Regions from separate parts of the Mus musculus genome. Here region 1 is linked to region 2. The links are chromatin contacts, called in public promoter capture Hi-C maps. All regions are on one chromosome and are shown on one strand. The core of a region is the stretch at or near the end of the contact, and the rest is flanking DNA. Distances in the headings are between cores, read along the strand shown. Region 1 holds the start of Sema4a (sema domain, immunoglobulin domain (Ig), transmembrane domain (TM) and short cytoplasmic domain, (semaphorin) 4A). Region 2 holds the start of 1700113A16Rik (RIKEN cDNA 1700113A16 gene).

Region 1 (3,045 bases), core at 238-2,737, 280 kb after region 2:
CTGCTAGGATCCCTTCTGATGCCCAGTCTCCTGGACAGGATCTGGCCCGGTGTGACCTCTGCAGTTGGCTTGGGCCCTCCAGCTCCTCAGACAATCTAGAGCGAGCTTTAGCTTTCCAGCTCCTGGTACTGAAAAAGCAGTCAGGAGTTTAAGGCTCCTTGCTTAGTGACTGACATTTGAGGGAAAGAAAAACCACTGAGTTGGCAGAAAAGGGTCACAGTGACCCTTCCTTCCCTTACAGATCAACTTGTGCCTCAGGTGGCCTCTTCTTCTCCCAGCCCCTCCCAGGCTCCCTGGCATCTCTGTTTCTTCGTGCCATTTCGTCCCCTCTGGCACACCCTTCTCCTTCCTCAGCCCCTTCATCTCTATGGTGCCATCCATACCTCCCAGGTACTAGACACTTACCAGCATGGTATTTGACTCTGGGCATGGGCCCCTGACCACCAGTCCCAGAAGCAGGTGGCAGTGATGGCAGCAGGAAGAGTTGGAAGAAAAAAACACGCAGGAGACTCCATGAGTCCTGGCCCAGGGATGGTAGGGCCATGGTCAGCCTGAGATGGTCACCAGATGGTTCTGAGGAAACAGGCACTTTCTGGGTTAGCCATGCTTACCACACCCTTCCTGAGGGCCAATAGGAGAGCCCCAGGGGGCAGAAGTTCCTCTCTGGAAGGGCCCTCAGAGTCTCACTTCCATCCATCCCCAGCCTTGAAGGTGCCTCCTGCTGCCCTCTGCATAGGGTGCTGCTGTGGCCCACGCTGTGCCTCTGGTCACCTAACCATTAAAAAAACTACCTTGCCATTTCTCACCTGACTCACAGAAAAATTCCTTTCCACTTTGCCCCCTCAGCATCTCCTGGCCCCGTGCTCCAGAGCTCTGATCATCTCTGGCCCTGGGCAAAGGTCTTCTAGGGAACTAGTTCCTGTATGCAAAAGGTAGATTTCCCCAGGCTGGCCTGTGCTGTGACACCTTATGCCCGCTACTCACCCCAACCCAGGCAGACAGCCTACCCTCTCCTCAGCCCCCAGGGGCTCTGACTCTTGCTTAATCGGGCCCATCTAGCCTTCTTCTTAGGGATAGGGGCGTGCCAGTTTATCTACCACTGTGGTGGGGCTGCCCTCTGTATTTCCTGGGAGTGGCCTGGGCAGGAGTCCTTGGCAGACTCTCAACTTCTCCAGCCCCCCTGTCTGCCTCCCCAGAGCTCCGCAATCAGCCTCCCCCATGGCCACTGAATGCAGGTTCACACCCCTCCCCCGCCCCCGCCTCATCTCACATACCCTTGAGCCAGCCACACTGAGAAGTCCTGTGTTCAAACCCTGAATCAGGGTGCCATCCGAGGCAAAGAAGGGGGTCCAGGCAAGGCAAGCAGGCTCAGCCTGGCTGGAACGGGCGCGCGGCCCTCCAGGCACCCATCCTGCCAGAGCCAGTGTGGGTTTCAGGCCAGGGAAACCAGAATTTCTACCTCGAGTTGTGACAGATCCTGGCTGGCTTGGGCGGAAGTTGGTGGATCAGGGCGGGGAGACTGGTGGAGTGTGGGAGTGGGGGTGAGGCTTGAAGGCCTTGCAGGAGACACACCTCCCTCCCTCCTTAGTCTATCCAGAAATTAAGAGTTCCTTCCCGGCCAGTTCAGTGATGCCCTTGTTTCTCCCGCACACCACTTCCAGTCTAACCAGCCCAAGCTGCAGACTCCTCTTGCTCAAGAGAGCTCGGTATGACACCGTCTCTCTCCTATTCCTTCTCTCTCTGACCCCATTGTGGGGTTCCCCCACTGCCACATACTGAGACCTCCCGACCTCCCACACCCAGTAGGACCACATTCTTGAAAGATAACACGTTTAAAGCTGGCATGGTGGCGAGGCATACCTTTAATCCCAGTACTCGGGAGGCAGAGGCAGGCAGATCTCTGAGTTCGAGGCCAGCCTGATCTACAGAGTGTGCTCCAGGTCATCCAGGGCTATACAGAGAAACCCCGTATCAAAAAAATAAAAAATAAATAAAAATCCTACATTTGTATTAGTTTTTTGGTTTTTCCCTATGACTTTGCTGAGGAAGCCCTAGTAATTTGACGTCTCAGTGGGAAATTGGAGAAATTCCCCATTTGAACGCGTGCTTCTTGGGATACGCTTTGGAGCTGAAGCACCCAGCTGGCATGGTGGCTGGTTCCTCCTCCCCAAAGGTTCCAGGAAGACCTCATAACGCAGGGTTAATGAGTAACCAAGGGCTCCTAGGCCAATAAAGAGTGGTTGGGCTGCTGCCCACTCTCCCGGGTCAGCTGACTTCAGGTTAAAGAGCACAGTGACCCAAGCTGGTCTACCTCCAGGACATACCCTATCTTCACTGTAAACACCATCCTCACTGCCAGGATGGTCCCCACTGTAGGCTGTCCTCCACCCTTCCAGTTACAGCTCCTAGACGGAAAGCATTCCTCGGTAGAGCCTGCTTGGCCTTCCCTTCATGCTTTCCCCTCTGCTTCCGTTCTCCAGTGTGGCCCAGGAGCTGGGCTCACACAGACCCTCCTGATGGCTTCATCTGTCAAAGCTTGCTAAGACCCGCCCCCCCCCAAGCTCTCCGTTCACTGTGAGGACTTTGCCAATCTCCCTGTGCTGACACAAACTTCTGAGTCTCCTTGACCTCTAGATCAGGCTTGGGAAGCCACCACCTCAGGGCCTCTCTTTGGAGACAGATTGGCCTATCTGGGTCACAGGGAGGAGCTGTGACCAGAGGAGCAGCTCCAATGCCATCCTTCTTTACTCTCTTCCTGTCCCTGGGCGTCCTCAGGAGACCAAGTGCTCTCCCAGGCCCTCGGACAATGTGAGAAGCTCACACTTGGGGCTTCAGGCTTCCCAACTTCAGCAGGCAGGCTCCACTACAGTCTTGCTGCACAGAGAACAGAAGTGCAGCAGGGGTGACTGGACAGCCTGACGTCCATCCATCTACCTCAGACCTGTCTAATTCGGAAGCTCTCCCTACATGGCTGGCTCCTTCAGTCCCATCTCCTGCCCTAGTGCATTAGCTCAGCTCAGAGCTGCTCAACAGAGGGAGTAGGCA
Region 2 (3,124 bases), core at 362-2,861:
GAAATCCACCTGCCTCTGCCTCCCAAGTGCTGGGATTAAAGGTGTTCGCCACCACTGCCCGGCTTTTTTTGGGCGGGGGGGATTTTCTTTTCTTTTTTTTTTTCCATTTTTTATTAGGTATTTAGCTCATTTACATTTCCAATGCTATACCAAAAGTCCCCCATACCCACCCACCCCCACTCCCCTACCCACCCACTCCCCCTTTTTGGCCCTGGCGCTCCCCTGTACTGGGGCATATAAAGTTTGCGTGTCCAATGGGCCTCTCCAGTGATGGCCGACTAGGCCATCTTTTGATACATATGCAGCTAGAGTCAAGAGCTCCGGGGTACTGGTTAGTTCATAATGTTGTTCCACCTATAGGGTTGCAGATCCCTTTAGCTCCTTGGGTACTTTCTCTAGCTCCTCCATTGGGAGCCCTGTGATCCATCCATTAGCTGACTGTGAGCATCCACTTCTGTGTTTGCTAGGCCCCGGCATAGTCTCACAAGAGACAGCTACATCTGGGTCCTTTCAATAAAATCTTGCTAGTGTATGCAATGGTGTGGATTTTATTTTCTTGTGTGTGTGTGCATGAGTGTCCCTGGAGGCTGGAGCAGGGCATCAAGTTTATTGGAGCTAATGTTACAGGCAGTTGTGAGATGTTGGCATGGGTGCTAGAACCAATTCAGGTCAGCAAACATTTTTTGTTGTTTATGTGCATTGATGTTTTGCTTGCATGTCTGTCTATGTAAGGACAGTTGTGAGCTGCCATGTGGGTGCTGAGAATGGAACACAGGTCCTCTGGAGGAGCAGTCAATGCTCTTAACCACTGACTCCCCCAGCAAACATTCTTATACAACACCCCTCTGGTCTCCTCAGGACACATGTGTACATACACATTTTTTTTTAATAAAAAATACTCCCAAGTTGCAACTTTTTGAAGCTGATCTCTTTTTTAGCTGAAGGACGAGTTCCTCGAGTATTGCCATATAAAATAGAACTAGGGTGTGGGTCTCTTGGACTCAGCTATCAAGGTCAGTGGTTCTTAGGAGCAATCAGTGCTGTCTAACTGTTCATGCCACGAGGCCAGTGGTTATTTTGGTCTGACTCATCCTTTAGTCCCATGGGCTATCTTTTCCAGCCTTGTGATTGTGTGGGAACTTGTTCAAGGATCAGCAGATGTGGAAGGGACCCAGGCGATCTCATCTCAGGCTCTGGACCTGAATGTTTGCAGCCTGAAATCACTCACTACCTGGACGAAGAGCAAATCCACTTTCCTGTCCTGTTTCAGACTTGGGTCTCAAATAGAAGAGGTAGCCTTAGCATAGTTTACAGGTCCCCCCCCCCCCCCCCCGTTCTAGCCACCCAGCCTAGCGAAGTTCCTTGGTAGTTTGCAGCAGGTCAGTTCCGGCCTCTCGGGTGAGTCAGATTTACCCCTTAGCCTCGTATTGGCTCAGCTCCACCTCTCGGTGTCTGTCCAGTCTCGGGGAGCGTCTCCACCCTCACAGGATAGCGGCCCAGGACTACTCCTATTTAGGACATGAGCTGCCACGTGCCCAAAGCATGCTGGGTGCCCCTGGGGAGGGGAAGACCCGCAGGACGCCGGATCACGCGCCCGTTACGCACCGCCCCCACGTGACCCGCGGTGTGTTCCGGAGATGAATTGCTTCCGGGTTTCAAAGTAACCCTCCACTCTAAGGCGAAAGGGGGCGGGTATAGAAGGTAGGCTGTAGAGTCGCCTAACATCCATTTCCGTACGTTCTGCCCCACTCCCCCAAGGTGTCGCTGAGACCCTTGACTGCGTCTCCGGGGCTTAGCAGGTGGCAGAGCACGCTCCGGAGCCTCTCGTAAAGTTCCGCCGCGCGTGGAACAAAGGCCTTCAAGCCACGCCCGGCGCCGCCTGCTACTCAGGGGGAAGTAGGTAACTAGGCTCACTCCATTGGCCCTTCGGGTGAGTGATGGAAGCACCGGCCAACCGCTGCCTGCACAAGATGCGTGCGTAGTACTCAGAAGGTTCAGCAAGGGTGAAACTACGTGAAGCTCTAGTTTTGGGCAGTTTCTCTGGGGCTCTGAGGAGGTGCGCATGCGTAAAACCCCCATCGTCAACTTCCTGCACAAATTGAGAATTAGCACCCTCAGCCTTGGCAATTTTACTGAGATTGACAGCACTGCGTAAGATCTGGCATTGCCTGGGCGTTCCAGAAGGAGAATCCGACAGGCGAATGCAACGATTTGTCATTGTCAAAACTGTTAACCACAAAGTCCACGCCGAAAAACTGCGTGATTGAATTATTTAAAAAAGGGGGCTGGAGAGATGGCTCAGTGGTTAAGAGCACTGATTGCTCTTCCGAAGGTCCTGAGTTCAAATCCCAGCAACCACATGGTGGCTCACAACCATCTGTAATGAGATCTGATGCCAGTCCAGGGTGTCTGAAGACAGCTGCAGTGTAGTTACATATAATAAATAAATAAATAAATAAATAAATAAATGAATGGTGTAGTTACATATAATAAATAAATAAACAAACAAATAAATATTTAAAAAAGAAAAAAATCGCGGGGCTGGGGATGTAGCTCCGAGCCCGGAGTTCTGCTGGAGTTCGACCTGGTGTGTGCATATAGGATTAGAAGTTCAAGGCTATCCCGAAATATAAGAGACTCTGGTCTAAAAAAAAAAAAAAAAAAAAAAAAGAGCCACAAATGATTTTGTTTGGAGAAGTAGTCACAGATGCCGTCCACTTTAATGGGCCACAGGTTGGACACGCCTTGCTCTATTTTCCTGTCTTCTGGCGGTAAGATTATAGTGCGAATAGCCTGAGAGCTATTGGCCTGAATCTGTGCAGACACCTTGCTACAGTAGTAAGAATATTTATTTAGAGAGGTTTCACAGTTTGTCTTATACTCTTTCACTCAAGAGGTCCTCACATAACCCTTCTATTGGGATGGAGGTATAGCTTAGTTTAATGGTAGAGCACTTGCCTAGAAGGAGTTCCGTTCCCAGATTACAGTGGCCGCCACATCGTGTAGACAGATCCCAAGCTGAGGCTTAAGATGCTGGAGTCCCAAAAAACACTGTCCAGGTGAAGCAGCCAAGAGGCCCTATCTCCCCACCCAGGGGTCCTATATTGTTAGGGACTGTTGCTCG

Evidence for each region. Promoter capture Hi-C pulls out the DNA fragments that hold promoters and counts their contacts.
Region 1: a contact with region 2 is called in a promoter capture Hi-C map of stem cell-derived epiblast-like cells, with 8 times the contacts expected there. The contact joins the promoter of Sema4a here to the promoter of 1700113A16Rik in region 2. A contact is called at or near these places in 3 of 39 promoter capture datasets (embryonic stem cells, liver and stem cell-derived epiblast-like cells), 3 of 484 Hi-C or Micro-C datasets (all in embryonic stem cells) and 1 of 9 other capture datasets (pancreatic islet).

The regions. Positions count from the first base shown.
Region 1 is chr3:88,454,274-88,457,318 of GRCm38.p6, forward strand. It overlaps Sema4a (sema domain, immunoglobulin domain (Ig), transmembrane domain (TM) and short cytoplasmic domain, (semaphorin) 4A), which reads right to left and starts at 1,488. Exons shown (of 15, transcript NM_013658.3): 1 at 1,275-1,488; 2 at 406-573. The coding sequence starts at 544.
Region 2 is chr3:88,176,174-88,179,297 of GRCm38.p6, forward strand. 1700113A16Rik (RIKEN cDNA 1700113A16 gene) reads right to left here and starts at 1,612. Exons shown (of 3, transcript NR_045997.1): 1 at 1,414-1,612.